2 separate regions of the Gossypium hirsutum genome follow, and region 1 is linked to region 2. Evidence: chromatin contacts called from public Hi-C data. All regions are on one chromosome and are shown on one strand. Each heading gives the region's core, a stretch centred on a gene start, on an enhancer-like site or on the middle of the called end of the contact. The rest is flanking DNA. Distances are from core to core; before and after follow the strand shown.

Region 1 (7,054 bases), core at 2,080-4,579, 73 kb after region 2:
GAAAAAATATTATACATACTCTAATTTGAGAGGGAGTTAGGACTTTTGGCAGTTTAGAGACCAAATAGCTATTTTGTTTACTTTGTGTTCTTTAGATGTTATTGCTTGCTAAACTCATCCTTTTCTAGTCAACGATTTTATCAAAGTTTGATTTAATAAATTTGTGAGACTTAATTTGCGCTTTAATTCTTCTTTGTTCTTTGATATTCATGTATGTTCTATTTTAATTACAATTGCTAAGGTTTATTGAATAGATGATCAATATTCAATAGCTTAGAATGGTTGTTGAGACAATTAGGATAATGAAATCTACAATTGTTTAATTTATTCTAATATTAGTGACAAACTACATAACTCATTTATGTCATAGTTTATGTTTTGTGGTGTGGATGTGTGATCTAGCTTAAATGAACTCTGTTGAGGTGAGTTTGTTGGTTAGAATTAGGTTTATCTAGTTCTCAATGCTATCAGTAAGGTAAATCTTAGACGTTGAGTTGTGAGGTTATTTATTGGTTAGGGAAGTAATTTCAAATTAGTTGCCTCTTGGTTACTGAACATGTAAGGAGAGATTAGCTGTTTGGCATTGAGTCGGTAATTAGAACTAATTTACTAATGGCATTGAAGTTATCTTTAAGTCAATGATTGAATTCATAAATCAAATTGAGATTTATCTTTGGCTAGAGCTTTGTCCCATTGATTTTCTAAAGCTTTGTTGCTTTTTTCAATCTTAGTTTTCAATCTAAATTTGGTTTTAGTTTAATTTTAGTTTTTTTTTTTAATTTCATAACACCACTCTTCTAATTTACTTGTGTTATTTTTGCTTGAATAAATAAAGTTATTACTAATCTACGAGGATACACCCTATTTATTGCTTCTATTAATTAATATTTTTAAGTAAATTCTGTTTTTGTAAGTCTCGACAACCTTACAATTTTCATGAAATGATTATCAAAACCTATATTATACAAACAATGTCACCCAGAAGATGTATTATGGATTTATCTATAATAAATACATTCTTATACTTACAATAAATAAAATATAAACTCATAGCTACTGACCATTAGTTTTCTTATACATTTATAAAGAAAACTACAATTACTTATTTGGATTAATGATTAAAACTTTTATTTAATAGAATTTAAATCCTTTTATCTCCATTCTCCTTCCATCAACATTGTAGTGATTAATTTATTTTAAAATTATTTGAAACGTTACTAAAACTAGGGTTAGCAAGCAAGATTGGTCATGCTACATATATTGTGAACATAAACGATCATATAAAGCTGGAAAATCTTATGAATTTTTTAATTGAGTTGGTGTCACGAATTCACCGGATTAATTTGGTTAAAAAAATTATAAAAATATTTTTTCGTAATTAAAATAAGTTACATTATTCAAATGTATTTTAGTCTTTTTATTTTTTTAAAAAATAAATAAAAATTTTATATGTGACTGGATTTGAACCCACTCTTAATACATTAATAAAACTTCAAAATTTACCACTAAATCAAAACTTTATTTCAATATTGTATAAATCTATATGTTATTATAATTAATTAATTTTAAAACCATATATTTTATCATTTATTATATGTTATTTTTAAAAACATTTTTAATTTTTATATGCATACACTTATGATAAAATTTTTAATTTTCGACTTCTAATTGTTAAATTAACATTGCAAGATTAGTAACTAATATCAAACCTAGAATATAAATTATATATTGACGAAATGGGTTGTAATCTCTCAAAACAACTTTAGCCCAACAATAGGAACCTTTAGCCACCGAATGACATTGATTAGAGGCTCTGAATTGAAGTACCGACCAGAGCTGGAAAGACTTTTTGGTGACGAAGGTGGTCTCACGTGGTTTTAGCAATTTATTCGAAGGGCTATCTGACAGGTTGTTCGCGACGAAATTTCGCATGATCAGGTTCACTGCATTCTCAAATTTGCAAAAGCAACGCCGGCGTATGTGTATTACGAGTTTTTTGAGGTTGGAATAATTGGTTGAAGGATAATGATTTTCGTGAGTAAAATTCTATATGATTCGAAAAATTAGATAAAAAATTTAAATTTTAAATTAAATAGTTTGAGTTATTAGAATTAAATAAATCAAAATTTTTGATTTAACTCGAATATGAATTACACAATTCGAGTTATCCAAAAATCCGAATAAGAAAAAATAAAACTACGCCATTTTGATAAATATTTACCTGTTCTTAAATAAAAAAGCAAAACTGCTTCTTTTTTATAAATATTTAACTATTAAGTAAAATCAAAACCATTATATTATTTATGTAGTTAAATAATTTTGTACTTCGTCTACTGGTTAAATTATCGTTTATGTGAACATAACATTAAGTATAAATAATAATATTCGTTAATTCGATTCTACTTGATTCAAAAATTTTTGACTCAATTCAATTTGAAAAAAATTCAAATTGAGTTTAGTTGCTAAAATAGGATTCGTCAATCGACTAACTCAAAATCCTTTTATTCGATTCGACTCGAACCGATCGAATACTCACCCTTACTACTTTGATGTGAGAATGGGAGAAGATGAAATCTAGTAAATTATTTCGCATTTGAGACGTTCACTTCATAATTTATATTCGTCCAATACAAAACAAGAATGATATCGTCCAACATATAGCCCCCCATGTTTCGTCAAAAAGAAAGGATGAACCAAATACATTGTACACAGAAAAATAAAGAACAAAAAATTTACCTATTGTGGGAAACTAAATTTGAAGTTGTAGACTTCTATGTCCACTCATTTATTTTAGCATTAGAAAGTAATTTTTATTTTTGAATATTTGAAAAAAAATAATCAAAATTGAATTATTAAAATTTTTTGATTTCATCATTAATTATATTAGTTTATAATTTAAAATTTTTTTAAGACTTAATTAAGATTTTATCATTTTTTTGTCCAAATACAATTTTATCATATATTTTATAATTTTCAGCGAGACTATAACATGAATTTCCATTATTAAAGGGCCAGAGTCCTTATCTATGCGAAGACTAATAATATAACATTATTTTATTTGGATTTATATATAAAATCTTGTTTTATCTTTACATATGGAATTATTTCGAACGTGAAACATAAAAACTTAGAAAAAAAAGGCCAAACATTTTCATATATATATATGTATATATATATTTGGCATTTTGGCTGTACCGTTCTTCCATTAATTGCTTCTCAAAATAGTTCTGAAAAACAACAAAAGGAAAACGTTATCGGCTCGTCCTTCAATTCATATATATTGTTTGCGAACGAGGTTTTGACAACATGATATTTTGATTGTCATGTATGTATGTATGCATGCATGCTTTCTCTTTCCTTGTTTGATCTTCTCAGTGTGGTCCAATACCTGTGATGATCATGACTTGCCAGGAAAGTGCAAAGGGAAGAAAGAAACAAAGAAAACACACAGAGATATTCGGAGACAACATTGTTATTTTTCAAAAGAAAACGTATGTAGGTAGAAGAGGCTCATATAAATCGATTTTATTTTTCAAATACAAAGAAATTTAATGTTGCTTTCTGTTAATTTCCGTGAGATTATTTCATTGAAACAACCATGGGTTTATTATTTTCCTTTTCAATGATATGATTCATATGGTTTCGCTTTCATTCCTTCTGACTAATTATTTGTTCTCTTCAAAACATTTCTGAATTAAATTAGTATTTACCTAGACCGTCTCATACGATATAATGACAATTATTAGAAGCTAGGACATGGATAAAATATCGGTATACATGGACACATTTAAGCAGATCAGTCGTAGCATGTCAGATATCGACATTTTTGTCAACATTTTCAGGTTTTGTTGGAGAGTGGAGACCAAATTGTAAGCAAGATCTTGGATTGATTTTATTGAATTAATCAATAAAGATTTAAATCTGTTCCTAGACAATGTTTTGATATATAATATTATCTAAAACTTAATATATCATTTCATTCCCGGGCTAGGGTTAATTTATGCTAGATTACAATATCTCTCTCTCTACTCATCCAATTGTCCTGGGGTGAGTCAACAATCAGCCACACCCCTATCACAAAATCAGTTTAACCAAAAAAGCTATTCATGTTTAACCTATAGATCCTTAGGTTTTTCCGCCTTGGATAGTCTGTAATAATGGAAATGCTGTGTTGACCAGCTTGTTCTTTTTGGTCCTTGGCCTTGATATCTATAACAGCTATTATATATATTGGTATCTTATACTGGATTTCAAGTTGAGACAGTTTTGACGATAAGAAGAATCTCTGCTCCTTCCTTATACGACATTGATTTAAATCACAGAAAATTCATCGCATATTATAAACGTTGAGCGGAATTCCAAGTCAAATCATCTATGAAGGACGGTTGTAGGTTTAGGTTTATAGACTTGTAATAATAACAGACAATTTGCCCTCTGATTAACATCACATGCTTGCCATGGAAAGATGCTTTCTAGGTTGATTAGTTTTGTTTTGCCAGTCAAACTGGCAATCTGTTTTCAGATTCTTTGCTAATTAAGTAATCCAAAGGGCTTGCCTTGGATTTTATTCTTATCGGATACCTACTCATATAGGTAAGTAGGTTAAGATTGACATCATGTGTTTAAAATTGACAGCTAGTATGATTTCCTGCACTGAATGTTATTTGATCAGTAATTTAGAAGGCTTTCCTTTTTATCCCTCCAACAAGTAAAAGTATTTTCGTAATTCCTTCTTGGAAGTACAAGTTGAACAATTGAGTTCCACTATGAGCCCACTTTATTATTGATAACGTTAATGAAAGATGATAGATTCATGATAAATGTACTTTTGAGTTTGGAGCAAAGCCCAAAATTTTAGTTTGCATTTTAGCCCACACCATAAAGAAATTTGGCAGAGCCTAATAACCATTTCCTTTTTCTCTTTTGAAAACTGAAAGGATTGTTAGTTTTGACATTAATATTTTATTCTTTAGTTCATTTTAAAGAAAATTTTACTCTTTAACATACTAACAAAATTAATTCTAGTATTTGATAAAAGAAAAATAAAATAAGATCATGAAAAACACTTTAAAATAATAAACAATGCTAAACAGTTAACTATGAATCAAAAAAGCTTTTTAAAAGTACTTATTTAACCAACCACATAAGTATTTTTTTATCAACTTTTAATTTTTACCAAAAATACTTTTTGATCAAAATTTATTTCTTAACCCTCATTTAACACACCCCAACAATTATTTTTAATTTTTATCTTGTAAATTGCTGTACACCTTCCTTCTTTTAAGATGCAATTTTCTTGAAACAAAATTGGCTATAGTAGAAGACTTTTCTATGTTATATATTTTGTGCTTATTCTCTGGAATAAAATTTATAGTTCAATGTTGGTGGTCAATGCAAAATAAGGTGCAATTTCCATAAAACGTCTTACTCCCAAATTTTTGGTAAGTCATTCTACATTCCTCCAAAATTTTCACGATACCTCTCTCCGGCATTAATTTGATCTCTCGTCATCTCCTCCGATAAGTACCCACATCAGAAGAGGGAAGTTAAAGCCTTTTCTATTTTTAAGAGTCTGTTTGTCTCACCACTCTTCAAGATAGAAAAGAAAAACCAAGTAAGTTCATTATAATCATGAAGATAAAAGCAATTTTGATATTATTTTTTCTGGGTTCTCTACTTTTTCTTATTTGTGTTTTTTTAATATCTTCTATCAAATTTGTTTCTAGATTTGCTTCTTCTGCCATTAAAGCAAAGCAAGTGGAGATTACTAGAAAAAAGTGTAGTAATAAGCTTTACAAAGTAGAAAATTTACAGAATTTCACCAAAATCTCTATCATTTCAAATTCAATCTAAATATTTACCAAAAATTTCAGCATAGATTTAATCAATAATTGATGAGTGTCGAAACCATCAAATATAAAATTCTTACCCTCTAACTGAATTAAATAGTAGTATAAGGGGTAGGGTTGATCTCATAGGGACTGAGACTCTTAATTTTCACATTTACATGACCAATTTTCTGAGTCTAGGCAGCTGTCGTTCCTGCGACTTGTATTGAAAAAATAAATAAAAAGGGATTTTAGTCAGTAAAGAAAAATAAAAATAAAAATGAATAGAATGTATTAATAATGGAATGATAATTGTAAAATAAAATTAAGAAATTTAAATTAAATTAGTAAATCAAATATGTGAATGTTTAGTTTTAGCCTCGATACACTTCCAACTCGAATCGATCCTTGAAAGTGGATTTTTCCTTCCAAACAATAAGTTGGTTATATCACGGACGCCTCAACCGTTAACTCTTTCTTTTGTAGATGGTTCTGGTATGATCTACGAACCAATTCTTACCTGTTATCTAACCACGTAACACGCGTCCTCAATTTAATATCTCAACAGCCTTGTGATCTAGAGCAACCCAACTCAAATAAATGGTCTCAACTGCGTGGGTCATTTAAATTCAATCACTATCTCCCTTGACGGAATCCAACTAGCTTTTTCCAACTGAACATGCCAATTTATTTGTGGAAACTCGGATACAGTAGACGACCGACTCGCTTTCCCAACTGTACGCCAAAACAACTTCCTCCCAACATGCATTTTGAGTTGAAATTGGATTAACTTTGAGGGAAAAATGTGAGTCTCTCATATCCCAGAGAGATAATGAATACAGTATTGCAAGATTTTAGTGCGGATTCATTTATCACAATTCTCGATCAGAACGATGACTGGACTAAAGCTAAATGGGGATTAGTTGAGCATGATATTAATCGTGCTTTTTAGGATTATGAGAATTGATTTTAATGTATTGTAGGATTATGAGAATTGATTTTAATGTAATGTTAATGGGTGGAAAAGAGAGGGGACTTGAAAAGCAATTGTACAAAAATAAGATAAAAGAAAGGAATTGGAAAAATGCTTTAACAAGCTACAAACGTGAGGAAAGAAAAAAATTGCTTTGAATTGAAGTATCAAGTCTGTATTTCCAAGCTAAAATTACAATGCTTTTATACACCTCTCAAAAGCTAATTTTAGCATGATTACCTCCTAAAATTAG
Region 2 (6,739 bases), core at 1,664-4,163:
TGCTACAAGCTTCAGCTGAACGTTCTTAATTACACAAATAAATTCATAAAGAAACAAGAAAACAATTTAACAATATAAAGGCAAAGAAAGTTTCAATGGAAGACATCAACCATCCTCGTAAACCATGCAATATACTAGCAAACAGTCGATAGCAGCTTCCTCGTAAATTTTTCTAATACATTTGTATATAATACATAGTTTAGCTCATTCAACTGTTTCAAAAGAATGTCATTGTTACAGCCTCTATCTTCAATCCCTGTATACGGCAGGATACTATCCAAACCTACGACCGTGTTGTTTGATACAGTATGTCGAGAAGTAAGCTACTAAAATGAACTCTGTACATAAAGCCCATATACGGATGCATACACGAAAAAGACATGCTTCAAGCCTTCAACTAAACAAAATCATCAGTGGAAAGACAGTTTGATGGTGTCCCTATGGTTTCTGATATCTTAGCTTGACAAGTTTCTCTTAAGACCTATCACTCCATGCCTTGTGCCAGTTTAGCAGGTAACATCTGGCGCCGAGCAGATAAAGTAAATCCCCAATAAACAAGGTAAACAATAAATGCAAGATAAGCTCCTGTAAATGCACAGACAACGGTGGTAAAGATTACGCCAGTGACTTCGGAGGAGAAGAAGTCAAGTAAAAGGTACCCATTGATCACTATCACCAGCGCTGCCACAAGCCATGCAACTATCTGCACAAGAGAGAGGGAAAGTGTAACCGCATAAAATAGCACTCTCGTGACTGGTGCAGGGATGAAAATTTTTATCAACAAGCGAGTCGAACTGATAAACTAACACAAGTCAATAGTTTTCATAATGAAACAGTACAGGCACCAGGTATAACATCAAGTAGCCCAATATAACAATTTACAAGAGTGGAATTGTACTGAATCTAGAACTCCAGATCATCGAGATAATGAGTTGTTCTTAAGTAAGAGCCGATCATGATCTCTAGGTCATTGCGACAAACAGCCACTGATCAAACTTTACCAATAGAATAATATTAACTCACGCCACAGTCGATGCAATGACACAGACAAAATTACTATTGGCAGCAAGCATACGGATGCATACTGTGAAATTAGCAGCATACCTTGAGTGCAGGGCCAATTTTGAAGGTACCCATGATTTGCTCCTTGGATACCAGACAAAGTAGTGGGATAAGAGCAAAAGGGATTTGAATTGACTGAAGCACATTAAGCCATTCATTTAAGACATCTAGTGCTGCGTCAGAAGTATCGAAAACAAGAGCAACTACAATTGTAGGAATAATTGCACAACTCCTTGTGATTAATGCTCTTAGCCATTTTTTCATTCTCAGGTTCAGGAAACCTCCCATGATAAACTGGCCAGCATAAGTGCCGGTGATAGTGCTACTTTGTCCTGCTGCTAACAACCCAATACTCCATATATATAAAATTGGGAATAATCCACCTCCGTATTTTTCTTGAAGATATTGCCCTGCATTCACGAGGCCGATACTACTGGCTATTTCTGTACCATAGAATGCCTTGGCAAATACACTCATAACGAAAAGATTGATTATAAAGGAAATTATAAGTGCAACAGTGGACTCTATTGAGTAATAATTGAGAGCTTCTTGCACCCGACCCTTCTTGCTGTAATCAATTTCTCTTGATTGCACAAGAGCAGAGTGCAAGAATACGTTGTGAGGCATAATAATGCAGCCAACGACTCCCACAGCCTGCTTGATGGTTTTGGAGCTGAGTTTCGGAATCAAAACACCTGAGAATACGGTATAAATTTTATTAACAAATAGAGAGAAGGAAAAGAAAGGTAACCAAAAAAGCAACCGCTACTGCCAATGGAGCGTAGCTCCTCACCAAGAAGAAGTTCAGTGCCAGTGGGTTTTGTTTCACCAAACATCCAAGCAAATGAGACTGCCATAGTTGCAATAAGGACTGCAAAAAATGCTTCCAGCTTCCTAACCCCATAATTTTCAAGAAACAACAAGATAAAACTGCAACAGGGAAAAGAAAGAACCAGGTTAGCATACTGCTGTTTCGCACTCTTAGGCATGGGATTTTAAAAGGATTTGACTCAACTATAACATCAAACAAGCCTCCTCTTAAATTTACTAATGGTTGATTAGTATTAGCTTCTATAATATTTTAAGAGACAAACACTGATTCAACCTACCATAGTTTTAAAGGAATAAACCAAACCTTGAAAATTCAGATTTAAAAAAACAAAAACTTCAATGAGCATAAAGTCCCATAAAAAACAAAAAAACTGACCAATCAGAAGCTGTAACAACAACGCCAGCCCACAAAGGCAAAATACCGTTACTCAAAATCTTAATAGCAATGGCACTTCCAATAACTTCTTGTATATCAGCTCCAATCAAAGCCAGCTCTGCCATTACCCACAGAACCATGCTAACCCAAGTCGGATACTCTTCTCTACACAGCTCAGCCAAGTGTCTCCCCGTCGTCACACCAAGCCGAGCCGACAAAAGTTGAACCAGCAACCCCATAGCCGTGGCCCACATCAACAGCCACAGCAAGGAGTAACCGGCTATTGCTCCGGCTTGAAGGTCCCCTTCTAAATTCCCAGGATCCAGAAACGCGATTGACATTAAAAAACCAGGTCCAGTGAAAAGCCATAGCTTTTTCCAGGAAAAAGGTGGGACAACCGATGACCCTTCCTCGTCCGGTTCATTGATTCCGAGGATGTGAACTTTTTCGCCGGACTCGTACGCAACATCCTGGTCGGATAGTAATGGAACCTGGTTGTCTTCCCGTGACATGTTCGAGTGCGGCAGCATCCACAGATGATTGGTTTTGCTTTTACTTTTGCTTTTGCTTTTAGTTTTTGGTTTCTGCAACTGCAAGGAAGCTTGGCTTAAGAAAGGAAAAACTACCAGTCCACTCTCCACTCCCTTGTTCGCTGGTGTTTTTATTATTATTATTATTGAATTTTCACTTTTTGGCTTTTCATTTTCTATTCTTATTCTTGTCAGGCCCGGCCTGGCCCGGAGGCCCACTTGAAAAATGAGAGAGTTTGGGAAAAAATATAGGCCCGAAAAATGGGCTTAGACAAAAAAATGAGGCCTATTTAGAAAATGGGCCAGGCCTCAGGTAAGATTTTTTTGGCCCGGGCTCGGCCCGGCCTAGCCTGATTTTAATATTAAATTATTTTTAAAAAAATTATTTTTAATTTTAAGTAACTTTAGTATTTTACTTTACTCTTTTTTGTTGTTTTTAATGTTATTTTAATATTGTAAAACTTTTGTTATTAATATAATTTAGTTCTTAATTTAATTTTAATTTGTTTCAATTTTTCAATTTTAATATAATTAATTTTTATTTTATTTTTAATTTATGTATTATTTTAAGAATTATTTTAGTCTTATTTTTTATTTGTTTTTTGTTTTAATATTTGTTTTTATGTTTTAAATGTATTTGATTTATTATATTTTAAAGTTTTTTTATTTAATAAAAAAATAAAAAAATTTAATATGGCCGGGCCGGGCCGTACCGGGCTCGGGCCTATCATTTTTTCCCGAGCCGGGTCCGGACCTTGAAAATGGGCCGAAAATTTTTTATGGGTCCGGCCCGAACCCGACCCGGCCCGGCCCATGCACACCTCTAGTCATATGTTACGCTTAAAAGTTACAATTTTTTTTTTACAATCATCTACAAACCATAAAAGTGAAAACAGTTAGAGAAGAAATGATATAAAATTGTGATTTTATGTTATTTTTATATTTTTTTTAAGAGATTAATAAATTAATTTTTATAGTTAAATCCAAATAATAGAACTGGTATGTTTGTATTATTGGTGTTTGCTGCCATGGATACAAGCTTGGTTTTTGTCTTGCGACATCTTTGTTTTCCTTATACAGGGTAAAGACTACAGGTCTCAGTTTCAAATGGGAAATGGTGCTTTATTTGGAGCTAATTATATCCAGGTAAATTGTATGAAGCCATATTATATTTGTTGAATTCAGCAGAGATGAAGAACTTAGCAGAATGGACAAGTTACTGGATTTTTAGTACCTAGAAAATTGACTTTTATGCTTAGATTCAGTATAACATGGATCTATGCACTGTTATGGTTTATCTTCCTTTTTTAAATACAACATACTATAAGATAATATACTAATTATGGTAGAAGCAACCTAGACTTCCTCTGCTGAAGGCATTCTGCATTTGGCATTTTATTTGCAGTTGCATGCATTGTCAATCTTCATCTGAATCCACTAATTCTGCAATTATGATTCCATCATTATTAATGAACTGAATCTAAGCCATATTTATACAGAGTGTGACACCACATTTATCCTTATTTAGATGATAGAACAGGTTAAATCCAGATGATCGAACTGGTTATTTTGTATGGCATGAGTTATTGAATTACTTCATTAAAGAACTCTATAAGGGGAGGGTGTCATAATTTAATAGAAATGTGTTTCTTTGTCTCATGTTTTTTTCTATATATGTTAAGACATTTGATGTTGTTCAACTTATTTTAGAAGAGTTTGGTCGAAGCATTAGTGAAATTTTTTAGAATTTTGATGTAAATCCTCTTGGTTCTGCATCAATCGTACAGTTATTATTTATGCTACCCAATACATGAGACTTCCTCTTATTCTACTCAATGCTATTTGCATTGTTGTAATGTTGATTTCTGGTTGATGATTGCATTACTCTTTCAAGGTCAGATGTTCTTATTTATGGCTTAATATTACGTGATAGGGATTTAAATAGTGGTAGCTAGCTCAAGTAGTACCATATACCCCTATAAGTGACCTATATACCATAAGTTGGGTTCAAACTCCACCAAGGGCGAGCCGCTCAAGTTACCTCTTAGTGGGCGACTGTATGTCCACGTATAGGTGAAGTGTTCCCAGCTCTGTGAACCAGGTTCTCAGGGCAGCTGCTCATGGCACTCTGGCTCTCGACAGAGCATGAGAGACAAAACCCTCTTCCGAGGACAATACCTTCGGTTGTTAGGGGACTGGCAACATTATTCCGTGGTTGTTATTTTGCAGTTTTGACTCTCTACACGCGGTCGATTAAACAGGGCATGTATTAGGCGTTCTGTTTTAGTTGGTTTTGGTTTGTGATTTAAACAATTTGGCATGGATTTGAGGTTAGAGCAGTTCATTAAATAGTGTGAAATAGAAGCACATTGATCATAATAGAGAAGAATGGGAGTTCAAATAGAATCCTTTAATACTGCAAGCTTCTATCGCGTGTTGCATTGATGCAAATGTTGAATAGGATAGAATAGGAAATGCAGAATTGGATCAATTCCTTTTGTTGAAACATATAAAATTACGTAAACAAGATCAGTGTATCGAATCGGCTACCTGTCCAAGAGAGAAAACAGCTTTTTGTCAGGTCGTAAGAGTTGTACTTTTTCTTTATTTTGCATTCTTTTGTTTTGTTTTCTAAGTATTTGTTTCAGGTACTTTAGAAGCTTGCCATAGATTTTTCACTCTTGTTAAAGAATACAAGAGATGCTCATTTTGCTATACTGTTTGCAGTTATTCCTAGAATGTGATTTCCTTATCTATTCATAATAATTCATGAAGTTGAACCCGGAAAATCAGAAACTTGCAAGAGGTTGTGAAAGATGGGAGCGTTTAGTTTAAAAAATCAGCTGATAAGTTCTTAAAATCGAATTTTAGGTTTCGTGATGGGATCATATTGAACTGGGAAATGTAATAGCTTGAGCATTTGTATCATTTGGGACAGCTTCTGCACTGCCATTTTGAAGTACACAGTTTTATTATGGCTGAAAGTTGCTATTATTTGGCATCACTTCATGTATCTGTTCTTTTGTTAAGCCTAACAGAAGTTTTTGGTCAACTGGCACCACAAACTTCTTGTTATCATGATATTATAAAGGATAAAATAAAATATAAAAATATGTTTTCTATTAAAATTGACTATTTAAAAAAATGTTATTAGAGGATTATCATATAGTATGTTAAACTTATTTTTATATTGGCGATTGTGACCTAAAAGAACAGGTGAGAGATTAGATTAAAGAAAATATATTAGGCATTGAAATATTCTTAATAGTAATTTTATATTAAAATTATTATTAAATATTATTAATAATTATATTAAGAATGTTATTAAATTATATATTATTTTATTAAATTGTATTTAAAATTATGTTAAAATATGATTAAATTATTTATTTTATTTTTATTAAAATATATTTAACAATAATCTTATTAAAATTTAATAACAATAATCATCTACCTACAAAAATTTTGTTAAGGGTACTTTGGTCATTTAAGCCTTTTTCCTTATACTATTACAACATTTATTCCATTCAATCAAACACAAGAATTCTATTACAGCTCTATTCCATTCCATTCAACCAAACAATTGAATTATTGATTACAGTTCTATTCCATTACAGTGAACGAAACATACCCTTATTTATCAAGGGATTGTGGTTTTAAAAGATGAGCTAATAAATTTGATTTCTAATCGCAATTTGTTGCAATATGCTATTATATTTAAATTAAATTTGTTTTATAATTTTATTTATTATATAATATATCACACCAAATTTATGATTATTTGAATATAACAATTTTGAATTCATTTTAAATATAAATAATCAAAATATCAAACAATTCGAAAAATAATATTGTAGGGCCCAATTTAGCCCAGAGCCCATAAACCAAAAACCTAATAAAAACAAAACCGTAAAACCTCAACCCAAACCCTAAATACCCA

What was found. Hi-C and Micro-C count contacts between places; a contact is called where the count stands out from the background.
Region 1: a Hi-C map of leaf shows a contact between it and region 2, with 2.9 times the contacts expected there. The contact joins the enhancer-like site here to the promoter of LOC107900264 in region 2. A contact is called at or near these places in 5 of 34 Hi-C or Micro-C datasets (hypocotyl, leaf and petal).

The regions. Positions count from the first base shown.
Region 1 is chrA11:65,273,177-65,280,230 of Gossypium_hirsutum_v2.1, forward strand. No RefSeq gene overlaps it. Among protein-coding and RNA genes, the nearest start is that of LOC107900296, 27 kb to the left of the region's middle. Within about 2 kb of position 3,330, at least 2 of the 9 cell types and tissues checked have an H3K27ac peak or open chromatin away from gene starts, as enhancers often do. A contact at or near this core is called in leaf, where this site is marked.
Region 2 is chrA11:65,200,956-65,207,694 of Gossypium_hirsutum_v2.1, forward strand. LOC107900264 (metal transporter Nramp3) reads right to left here and starts at 2,914. Exons shown (of 4, transcript XM_016825940.2): 1 at 2,270-2,914; 2 at 1,856-1,992; 3 at 1,105-1,757; 4 at 157-703. The coding sequence starts at 2,799. The coding sequence ends at 485. It overlaps LOC107905818 (a long non-coding RNA gene), which reads left to right and starts at 3,782. Exons shown (of 2, transcript XR_001686610.1): 1 at 3,782-3,945; 2 at 5,527-5,803. LOC107900275 (a long non-coding RNA gene) reads right to left here. Exons shown (of 2, transcript XR_001684862.2): 2 at 6,577-6,739.